Linked DNA regions of Pan troglodytes: region 1 is linked to region 2. Evidence: chromatin contacts called from public HiChIP or PLAC-seq data. All regions are on one chromosome and are shown on one strand. The core of a region is the stretch at or near the end of the contact, and the rest is flanking DNA. Distances in the headings are between cores, read along the strand shown.

Evidence for each region. HiChIP or PLAC-seq counts read pairs in DNA pulled down with a chosen protein or histone mark.
Region 1: a contact with region 2 is called in an H3K4me3 HiChIP or PLAC-seq map of stem cell-derived excitatory neurons, with 5 times the contacts expected there. The contact joins the promoter of SINHCAF here to the promoter of DENND5B in region 2. A contact is called at or near these places in 1 of 7 Hi-C or Micro-C datasets (stem cell-derived neural progenitor cells) and 1 of 1 datasets of contacts at active chromatin or transcription factors (stem cell-derived excitatory neurons).

The regions. Positions count from the first base shown.
Region 1 is chr10:64,177,536-64,183,318 of NHGRI_mPanTro3-v2.0_pri, reverse strand. SINHCAF (SIN3-HDAC complex associated factor) reads right to left here and starts at 4,030. Exons shown (of 6, transcript XM_063786760.1): 1 at 3,640-4,030. LOC129136648 (a long non-coding RNA gene) reads right to left here. Exons shown (of 2, transcript XR_008538485.2): 2 at 5,230-5,333. It also overlaps the pseudogene LOC134807572.
Region 2 is chr10:63,909,152-63,915,014 of NHGRI_mPanTro3-v2.0_pri, reverse strand. It overlaps DENND5B (DENN domain containing 5B), which reads right to left and starts at 1,404. Exons shown (of 21, transcript XM_001138331.7): 1 at 917-1,404. The coding sequence starts at 1,043. LOC107967545 (a long non-coding RNA gene) reads left to right here and starts at 1,469. Exons shown (of 3, transcript XR_010148328.1): 1 at 1,469-1,955. LOC112205203 (U5 spliceosomal RNA) reads right to left here and starts at 4,410; the gene lies at 4,297-4,410.

The sequences.
Region 1 (5,783 bases), core at 2,781-5,280, 270 kb before region 2:
ACAGGACCCAGAGAAATAGCTGCGAAAGGAAAGCCAAAGTTATTAAATCCAAAGTTTTTCATTTTCTTGACATGCTCTTTCTATTTAATACAGAAATGTACTAATATAGGTTGCCTTTTGGTATTGTAATTTGGTCAACCAAAACTTGGGAAAAATAGGTCCAAAGTTTTTCATTTTCCTGACATGCTCTATTTACTACAGAAATGTACTAATATAGGTTGCCTTTTGGTATTGTAATTTGGTCAACCAAAACTTGGGAAAAATAGGTTTATTAATAACAAAATAATGAAAAAAATGGATTTCAACTAGTATCGATTTTTAGGTGTGTGGGGGCAGGGGCATTCAAGGGTATTATTTCCTAGTAATGATCACTTAGATTCTAGGCCTTAGACATGATTCAAATGCAGGAGAAATCAGGAAAGAAGCAACAGATATGGTGGTGGGTATCGGATGTCTAGACTACAGGCAAACCCCAAATACCAAAGAAGCATCCATGTGTCAAACCAGCATAATTTTTGAGCTATGCCTGGGGCCACATACAAAAAAAAAAAAGGTTAGCTTGAAAAGAAAAATCTAGGAGAGGTAACCAGAAGGTCAACCACAGTTCACGGGATCTGGGAAGAAGCTAGCCGTTACCCTGTGTCATCTTCCTGAGCAGCTTCCTCCCCAGCCAGCTCCCCAGCCTCCTTACAATGTTTCCAAAAGGCCCAACTCCCTAAACATTTGCTTCTTCAAGGTCATCCTAAGGCACTGAATAACCACCAAACACTGAGTCACGCATACCTTTCGCCTAAAAAAGATCCCCCTTCCCAAAATCATTATATAAATACTTTAAATGCCATGAGGGTTTTCTCCGGAACTCCACCAGAAACAAACTCCCAGACTTTAATTTAGATTGGGCAACTAAATGTGTTCAATTTTGCGACATAAAATTTTAAAAGGCTTTTCAAGTCTGGCAAATTCCAGTTCAAAAACAGGTGCTTTCAGCGTACTCTGAATAACAAGGTCATATTCATTTTTAAATTATTAAAAGAAAAAGAAAAGCTTTTCTTAACCCTCCTTAGGACAACTTAAGAAGGGGGAGAAAGAATTGCTGGGGTAAAACTGTCTCGGATAGGGTCCCTGTTTAACTCAACAGTAAATCCTAATCTTCCGAGTGCCTGAAGTAATGGAAGGTTACAGGAAGAAAATAAAAACAAAGAAACTGACTAGGGTCATAGTTACCAGAACAAACTGCACCGCCCTACCACCTCAAGAAACCAACTCCCCCTACACCAAAACAAACCTTGCCCCTCCCCGCTCCCCCCACCCCCTAGAAACACACAAAGAAACTGGCCGCACGCACAATTCGCCCACAGTCCTCACTTCCCTTAGTAGGGCAACAGGGAACCCCGGAACTTCCCCACGGTGGTTTATCGGGCGTCGTCGGGGCTGGGTCCCCTGGACTTGCGGGCCACAGCTCGGCTGGGGAGGAGGTGCTCGCCGCCCTCGCCCGTTTCCCTGAAAGCAGTAAAATGCCTCCCCGCTCGTCCCAGAGCCCTCGGGTCCCCACCTTCCGTATAAATCGTGCTTCCCCCTCGGGCACTCCGGTGACTGCCGAGAGACGCCGAGCCAGCAAGTAAGAATGCTCCCTGGTGGATTTGTTGGTAAATAAGACATCTCGCGTCGGGAGGAAAGTTCCTGCGGGGGCCGCTCGCCGGGGCGAGGGCGAGGGCAGCGGGAGGTGAACCGCGTCGCTCGCCGCCGCCTCCCTCACCTGCGCCGGAACAACGGGCCCCGCGCCAGCCCAGCCCGGCGCCTCCCGCAGGCCGCGCCTCCCGCACGCCGCGCTGCCGGGGCTTGTTCCTCCTCATGGCTTTGCCCTGACGTAATTCAAACATGGCAACAGTTCGACTTCAAAGGCGAACCCACAGACCTCCCAGACACAGGCTCCCGGGCCACGAGAAACCGGCCGAGCAGTCCAGGCCAAGCTCTCCGGAACCCTCGGCCGTCGCAACCCCCGACGCCAGGGCTGAAGCGCTGGGCACTGCCGCCTCCCTCGCTCGCCCGACCGCACACCCGGAGCGGGGAAGCACGCCGCCTCCCTACGCACCAGCATGGCACCTCGCACAAGTAGCGCCGCCAAAGTTTCCCCACGAGGAGGCTGAGGGACAAAAGCCCCTCCCGAAACTCGCCCGAACTTCGAGGGCCTCCGACCTGCACGGCCCTACGCCCAGGCGGCGGCCCCGAGCGCCGGGGGCCCGCACGGGCACATGCAGCCCTTTGTTTTCTGTCCAGCCGGGCGCTGCCTACGTGCAGCATCAGGGATGCCGGAGCGTTTCGCAGGGGCCGGACACTGGACGATCACCTTGAGTAGGGGGTCCGGACCCCGCGCCCCGAAGAGTCCGGAGCCTGGCCCCCCGACCCTCCCCTCGGGAGCAGGCCCATTTAATCAAAGTTTTGCAGTGTCCTTGATGAGAAACGCCCGGAGTACCCGCCCCGCACGGGCGGAGAGTTGGCGACTTTCACTCTGCTTTTTAAACTGGCAAGACGCCATCATCAGCAAACCACATTGTCCTGCCGGCCGGACCTGCCCGACGGCGGCCGCATCCCACGGCTCACGCGGGGCTGGCTGGACATTCGGACAAGGACCAGGGTCGCAGCCCGAAGCACGTGGTCTGTCACGTAGAGCACAAAAAGCAGTGCCCTGCGGAGTTCACTGACTCCCGCGGCGTAGAGAACGCCGCCGCCTCCATCTCCAGCCAAGTTGGCTTCCCTGGCCATCTTACAGCGCGGACGGCCGCCCATAAACGGGAAGCCCTCGCGGTGTCGCCCACACCTACGCTACAGGTGAACGCACCGGGAGCAAAACTTCGGGCTCCGAAAGCACCCCGGACACCAGAGGCTCTTGGGCGCGGTCCGAAGAGGGCAGGCGAGTGGAAGACGGGCTGTTTTTAAGCGACCGCGTGTTGCTCTCATTGTCGCATCCGCATCCCACCGGAGTTGAGCAAACAACGCCACGCCGCGTGCGCTCCGGCAGAGCCCAGCACTGACCCCCAAAGGCCGATTTAAAGACCCTCGGCCGCCAACTCGGAAGCGGATGGCAACTTAGTTTCCGAGCGAATGGCGTTTATTGTCCACCCTAGTCCGGGGGCTGCAGTCAACTAAACCACGAGGTTTCACAACGGCGCCCGACCCTGCCCGCGCCTCGCGCCCACGCGGACGCACCGACCCCGGCCGCTGCGCGGTGGCCAACGAGTCGCTTTCCTCTCGGGCCTTTCGGCCGCCGGGCTCCTTTCCGCGAGAGAACACTGCGGCGGAGAAAAGTCATTGTCACCTTCAACGTGGATCCCTCAACTCCGGCGACTCCTCAATTATGCCCAGGCTCCACTCACTTCCCCGCCCCGAGACTTTCGGTTTGCCTCAAATACCCTCCCCAATTAATAAATACACACTAAACACGAGCGTACCAAAGAATCTGGGGTCTGAAGATCACGAAAACAGCGCTCCCAACAATGCCACCTCCAAGACAAAACTTCCTGTGTGTAAGTGGAAGGACGGGGGGAGGTGGGTGGAGGTGAAAAGAGAAAAAAAAAAACACTCTGAAATCAAAGCCTCGTGAGACAGTTTTGCACTAGAAGCATGGTGAGAGTCACTCACCTTCCAAAAGCAGCCGTTCCACGCGCAATAATGTCCCCGAGGTGCGGAGTGCACGCCAGGCCAGTCCCCCTCAAGCGCTCCCTCCTCCTCAACTGCCTTGTCTAGAAAGATTGTCTCCTGCAGTTCTGCAGTTGCTACCGCTGGCCGGGAAGGTGTAGATTCCGCTTTCCCTCTGCGCACGCGCGGCTCCCGGCACAAAATTCTCTTGAATCGAACTTATTTGCATACGGGCGCGCGCACGTCGCGGGCTGGGAGGGGGAGAAGTCCCGGCGACCGCGCGCGCTCCCGAGGCCTCTATTGTCCTTTTAAGGGGAGAAGCTCCGCGGCGCGGGAAACGCGGCGGCCAGAGGGAAACGGGGGCGGGGACTGCTTACTACGGCGGACGTCACATAAACAAACGCCCCCCCAACCCCCGGCTGCAGGCCGCGGCGGAGAGGGAGTGGCGAGGTGGGAAAGGGAAAGGTTAGCAACTGAGGGGAGGGCTGCGCTGCTTGGCGTGTTTTTCGCCCCCGAAGTTGTTAGGGACACCATTGAGAGCTGAAAAATTGTTCTGAAAGCTGCTTTTGCAAAATTCTCACACCTGTCCCCACTGTCGGTGACAGAGGAGGTGGTCTTGTAAGCACCCAGACTGAATTTATACTAATCCCACGTTTCCTAAATTTTGTTTGAAGTTAGGTTTTTGAAGCTTGTAAAAAAAAAATCCTCTGGGGCCAGCAAAGGATTAGTTTTCGTGCAGTTGTAATGAGTCGTTTAATAAAGTCCCATTTTAACACCCTATCCATTCGCTAACTCCCGCTTGCCCTTCTCAAATAGTAACCTAACCCATAACAATCCAGTTTTTTCCTCCACTTCGGCCTTAAGATTTCAAGTCTCTCCGAATTGAATGATTGTTAATTTCCGTGGGAACAGTGCCGCTTTCTTTAAAAGACTAGGCAATGGAAAGCCAATAACCTAGGGACAGGCATACCTCCTCTAGCAGCTTGTAAAGGGTGTTCCACTCACCCAGAAATAATTCCAGTAACTGGTGGTCTTGGGAATGGAAAAAATAACGAGTGACGTACAGACTTTTCAATGCAGAATATGTAATAATTCAACAATCTAAGCGCTTTCTAGACTCCGGAAGAAAAAAACTGAAGTAACTCTTCTCAGATTGATAAGAGGAAAATGAAAACCGAATGACTGATTCGCCTTTGTCCCAAGGACACACTTAACACCAACAGGCAGAAACCCGGGGTTAATGATAGAGGGTGGGGAGAGAGGAAGGATGTTTTTCCCAGAAACTTGATATTGGTCCCAAGCTACAAAAGTGTGAAAATCAACCATAAAACTTAATCATCTGCTGACACGTTTCGCTGCTTTCACTACAGTGTCAACAATACAGATTTAAATAGTTACTTCTGAAATGTTAATTTAATTCAACAGGCAATTCCTAGTACATGCAGTATAAACCCACTTCTGAACTCCTCAACTAATACTTCTTTATTTTTCTTTAGGTTCTGTAATATACTATTCCTGTAACTGTATATGAAAACTATATTATAAATACCTGAAAAGATAGCCTGGCGTGGTGGTGGGCACCTGTAATCCCAGCTATTCGGGAGCCTGAGGCAGGAGAATCGCTTGAACCTGGGAGGCGGAGGCTGCAGTGAGCAGAGATTGCGCCATTGCACCCCAGTCTGGGCGACAGAGCAAGACTGTCTCAAAAACAACAACAACAACAACAAAAAAAAAAACAGAAAGAAAAAGGACACCTCTCATTAAAATATGAGCTCCTTAAAGACAAGGATTTTATGCCTTTCTTACCCATCTTTGTATTCCAGTGCCTGACACAGTGCACATCAGATAATATATACTGACATCTTGCATGCATTAGTTGGCTAGGAAAATTTTTTTTTAATGTAATAAACGGTTGGGCGCAGCGCCTCACACCTGTAATCCTAGCACTTTGGGAGGCCAAGGCAGGCAGATCACATGAGGTCAGGAGTTCGAGACCAGCCTGGCCAACATGGTGAAACCCTGCCTCTGCTAAAAATATAAAAATTAGCCGGGCATGGTGGCTCACACCTGTAATCCCAGCACTTTGGGAAGCCAAGGCAAGTGGATCACCTGAGGTCAGGAGTTCAAGACCAGCCTGGCCAACATAG
Region 2 (5,863 bases), core at 155-2,654:
AGGAACAGGCGTGAAAAATGAAATCAGTTGTTTCTCCCCGGCCTCCTCTCGACACTGCGCACTCCGCTGCCCTGCCCCCTCCATCGCCCTTTAACGGCCCCTTTTAACGGCGTCGTTTGCCCAGCACAGCCCCGCACTGCGCCATCAAATGAGTCAAGCGGAAAGACCGGTACCCCTCCGGGAAAACCAGGCACTAACACACGGTGCACCCAACTGAATTTAAACTCGGGAACAGTGTAGGCAGTGTCAACAAAGCGCGGTGCTGGGTCCCGAGCGTCCAAAGGTCCCTGCCAGCTCCCAGACGCGGCCAAATCCACGGGATTCCAAAAGGTGACTTGGCCGGCACCGCAGAGCGGCAGGCGGCGCAGAGGGCAGAGTCCGACCGGCCCCCGCCCCGCGCTCGCTCCGCACGGCCACCGGCTCCTCCGCGGACGCTACCCCGGCGGGAGCCGAGCTGAGTCCGACTCCCCCTCTCCCGAAGAGGCCCGAAAGCCGCGTCACGTGCGGGGCCGAAACTTCGCGGCCGGGGCCGGGTGGCTGGCGGGTGGGAGGCAGGCACGGCGGTCGGGGGGCAGCCCGCGCGCCCGGTGAGTCACTGGCCGCCTCCGAGTGCGGCTGCAGGCGAAGGGGCCGGCGCGCCAGGCGGGGACCGTGCCCTTGGGGCCACCCCCGCGCCTGTTATTAATAACCCAGCGCCTGGGGGCGAAAGCCCCGGTGGGCGCAGCCGCAAAGCCCGCACGCGGAATAAATAACAATGTCATTAAATCGCGCCCGAGCGCCAGTTCGGCCAGAAAGCGGCGGGAGGGCGCCACCGGGAGCTGACTTTGTCTGGAGCCCGCACCCCGCCTCCCGCGCTTCCCCACAGCGTCCCCCGCGCCCCTGAGGGGACTCAGCGCCGCCGCAGCCCTGGCCTTACCCGCCAGCTCGTCAGGCTCCAGCCCGCTGTCCGCGTCGATCCCGCACAGCACGAAGTAGTGCGCGAAGCGGCAGGCGGCCGGGGAGGAGCCCGAGCCCGGGCCGGGCGCCGCGCAGCTCCCGCTCATCCCGGCCGCGCTGCTCCAGGGGCCGCCGCCGCCGCCCGGGAAGGCTTTCTGCGGAGGCTGCCACCACCGCTCCGGCTGTGGTCTGTGCACAGCCAGTGTGGTCTAGGGCGACACTGGCGCGCCCATGGCCGCGCAGCCACCTCTCGCCGCCGCAGCCTGCCTCCTCGCTCGGCGCGGGGGAAGCGGCCGCGGGCTCGCGCACGGCGGGTCCGGAGCCCGGCCGGGTGGGGGAGGGGCGCGGGGGGAGTGTCGGCCTGAGAGGCCCTCGCCGCCGCAGCTGCGCTTGCGAGCTGAGAGCCGCCGCGTCTGGCGCCCGCGGGTCAGCTGAGCGGCGCTCGGGCTGTGGGAGCGCGGGGCGGGCAGGGGCGCCGGGGCTCGGCGCGTGCGACGGAGAGGGGTGGGGGGCGCGCTCGCGATGGACGGAGGCGCGCGCTTCTACCGTGCGCGCGCGCCTAGCGGGCTCGGAGGCCAAGCCTGGCGTGGGGCCGCATTCGTGCCCACTGGCCCCGGCTGCGGCATCGAGGGCGACCCTGCACACACCCCTCCTCGCCCTGGCCAGCCGATAAGAGGGCTAGCCTCAGTGTGGGGGTCTGTCTTCTAAAGGGGTTGTCACCCATCCTTATTTCTTTTAATGCAGCTTTGGGGAAGGTGAACAGCCGCTCTGAGATCATTTCGCATAACGGTCTGAACCATCGTCTTTTAAACTGTGACCTGTGTGGGGGTGCCTGTCTCACTTTAAGGTCCTCCCTTCCCCCAGCCGTCACCCCATTTACGGGCCATCCTTAGTGACTTAGTGACAAGTCAACCGTGAGGGGGAAAAAACACAACTCAATACCCACAAAGCGTTGAGACTTCTAGAAGGAGTGCAGTCACCAACCCCCGCCTTCTGTCACTTATCCTGACATTTTCCAGGTCAGTGTAAATAGCCAAGGCGCTCCAGTTCCGCAGCCCTGTACCCATCCGATGTTATCGGCTTTCCCCGCAAGTAACAATCGGAGGCTAAAGCAACAGGAATTAGACCATGAACTCTGCTCCTCCCAAAGGCACGGCTTTCTTGCCCTGCTCAGCTCTGTCTTTTGCCTTTTCGGAAGGAACTCGACAACCAGTTCTTTTTCCTTTGAAAGAAAACTGGCTGGGCTCAGTGGCTCACGCCTGTAATTTACTCAACACTTTGGGAAGCCCAGGTAGGAAGATCACATGAGACCAGGAGTTCAAGACCAGCCTGGGCAATAGAGGGAGACTCTGTCTCCATCGAAGTAAAAAAATAACATTTATTTATTTAAAAAATAATTTTTTAAGAGACGGGGTCTCACTATATTGACCAGGCTGCTGTCAAACTCCTGGGCTCAAGTGATCCTCCCGCCTTGGCCCCCCAATGTGCTAGGATTACAGGCATAAGCCACTGTGCCCGGCCATGTAAGTAAAAATAAAACTTAAAAGATAGAAAACTGAATCCAATTCATCTCCACATGGCAACCCCTTCCACACCACTCCCTGCTTTCTTCTTTGGGGATTTGGGGTATCTACCACTAGACATACAAGCAAACCTTCCAGAGAGGTTGCCTGAGAGAACCTCGATTATTTGACTGAATAATGTTCTTCCTAGAAGATATATGTGCATGCATACCATCATTTAATGTAGCTTGTATCTTCACTTTCTTTCTTCAATTTTGAAATGAAAGAGGCTGGCCATGGTGGCTCAGGCCTGTAATCCCAGCACTTTGAGAGGCCAAGGCAGGAGGAGCATTTGAGTCCAGGAATTCAAGACCAACCTGGGCAAAATAGTGAGAGACCCTGTCTCTATAAAAATAAAATGAGGCCGGGTGCAGTGGCTCAAGCCTGTAATCCCAGCACTTTCGGAGGCCAAGGCGAGAGGCTCACTTGAGGTCAGGAGTTTGAGACAAGCCTGGCCAACATGGTGAAACTCCGTCCCTACTAAAAAAAAAAAAAAAAATCAATAAAATAATAATTAGTAAAATATAAGAAAATATAAGAATTGGCCGGGTGCAGTGGCTCATGTCTGTAATCCCAGCACTTTGGGAGGCCAAGGCGGGCGGATCACGAGGTCAGGAGACCGAGACCATCTTGGCCAACATGGTGAAGCCCTGTCTCTACTAAAAATACAAAAAATTAGCCAGTGTGGTGGCACGCATGTGTGGTCCCAGCTACTCGGGAGGCTGAGGCAGGAGAATCACTTGAACCTGGGAGGTGGAGATTAGAGTGAGCTGAGATCGCGCCACTGCACTCCAGCCTGGGCAACAGAGTAAGACTGTCTCAAAAAAAATAAGAAAAGAAAAGAAAATACAAGAAGAATCAAGAAATCAGGGTGAGCCACAGTCTGGGTAATTGACCTTTAGGTCATGTTGCACCCTGTACTTCTTCAAAAACACTTGTAATGGCTTTTCTGTGTCTTCTTAGCTGTGTTGTAAACTCCACAGAGCAAGAGTTGGACTCTGGTTCTTCACTTTTCTGGTATCTAGCAGAACTCTGGTCCTTTTTAGCCCCTCAATTTATATTTGAGTGTTGAAAGAAGAGTGGTTATCTAGGTGATAACAGGTTGTTGATTCTACTAGAAAAATATACAAACTTTAATATCTGTAACATTTTTTAAAAAATAAGTCCTGGGCCAGGCATGGTGGCTCACACCTGTAATCCGAGCACTTTGGGAGGCCGAGGCAGGTGGATCACATGAGGTCGGGAGTTCGAGACCAGCCTGATCCACATGGTGAAGCCCCGTCTGTACTAAAAATACAAAAATTAGCCAGGTGTGGTGGTGCACACCTGTAATCCCAGCTACTTGGGAGGCTGAGGCACGAGAATCACTTGAACCCGGGAGGCAGAGGTTGCAGTGAGCCAAGATCATGCCACTGCACTCCAGGTGACAGAGTGAGACTCTGTCTCAAAAAATAATAATAAAATAAAGATTAAAAAATAAATAAAAATAAGCTCCACATACGCAAGACCTCAAAACTTGGTCAGGCCAGGTACGGTGGCTCACGCCTGTAATCCCAGCACTTTGGGAGGCCGAAGGGGGCAGATCACCTGAGGTCAGGAGTTCAAGACCAGACTGGCCAACGTGGTGAAACCCTGTCTCTATTAAAAATACAAAAATTAGCCTGGCATGGTGGTGAGTGCCTGTAGTCCCAACTACTTGGGGGGCTGAGACAGAAGAATGGCTTGAACCCAAGAGGCAGAGGTTGCAGTGAGCCAAGATCGCACCACTGCACTCCAGCCTGGGCAACAGAGCAAAACTCCGTCTCAAACAAAACAAAACAAAACTTAGTCAAAATCTCAGAATTGTTCCCTTCCACGGAAATCTTTAGTAAAAGACAAAAGACGTATACGATCTGAAGAGAAACCAGAGTATGAACCTAATTGTGAACACTTTAATTACTCTTATGCAATATTGCTTTTCCTCACGTAGAAAGTACTGAAATGCATAACATTTCATTAGTAAGGAAGGAAGTGCCAGGTATCTGTTTCTCCTATCTTCGGTGGTAACTTCTTACAGAATGTTTGTTAGATTCCAAGTGAATCAAACAAACACAGTAAAAAAACTGATTTAGTGTTTGCACTAGCCAAGGCACGTCATTTTTTTAAAAAATTTGACCAGTAACTGATTTATGAGTTTGTAAGCCCCACATTAATATTTTTAAGGTGAAAAAAATTGAATCACCCAACAAACAATGCATGCAATTAAAATATACTAATCTCATAAAAATAGAATTCCTAAAATCTTTCCTAAAGCTTTTAGGAAAATAGTCACACATTACAAAATTAAACACTAATTTGAAAATATCCGTATACTTTTTTAATTATCACTTCAGGATGACACTGTGTAAGTATATTCTGCATTAAGCTACAATGAAACAAAGTTGAAAGGATACTCAAGAATTAGCTATGTATCATTATATGCAGATTGTCCTCTGAAATAATGACAGAGAAGTAAATTAGCTCAGTGAACAAAAATCTGAGCAATGATCTGCTGTCTCCAAAGGACTTACTGGTAAAGCCTCAAATGGACGGCATGGCATGCTTGGGATAGCTGAGTCCTGCCACGGTCTGTGGAAGTGGAGGAATGAGAGATTGATAGCACTGCTAAGCTGGTGGCACATGGTGACTCTGACTACCAGTAAAATGTGGTCCAATGAATGTTTTGGGCTCTAAATAGTTACATTAGCAATCAATCCCTTCTTTCTTGGTTGTTTATATGTGGCTGGAGTGTGGTGGTGAAGAACGGTGTTGACAAGGATTGTCGTAGCATCAAAAGAGAAAAATAACCTCTCCTCTCCTTAACACAACTTAAATATTTTGGAGAGTCCATTCTCCTCATCGTATTTGCTACTTCTCGATCCCTTACAGCCCTCTTTTTTGGGGGGGTGGCGGGTCACTCACCCAGGCTGGAGGGCAGTGGCACAATCTCGACTCCCTGCAGCCTCCACCTCCCTGGCTCAAGCGATCCTCCCACCTCAGCCTCCCGAAGAGCTGGGACCACCCACAGGCATGTGCAACCACACCCAGCTAGTTTTTTGTATTTTTGGTAGAGACAGGGTTTCACCCTGTTGCCCAGGCGGGTCTCAAACCCCTGGGCTCAAACGATCCACCTGCCTCAGTCTCCCAAAGTGCTGGGATTACAGGTTTGAGCCACCTTAGAACCCTCTTTTACCCCTTCTTGTTGTTAACCACTTTTTACTAGCTAACAATTATAATAAATTTTCCTGTTCAAATTACTGGTTTCTATCCAAATATCCATCACCAGATGAATGGAGAATTAAATTGGTATCCTCATCCAAGGGAACACTACTTAGTAGTAAAGAGGA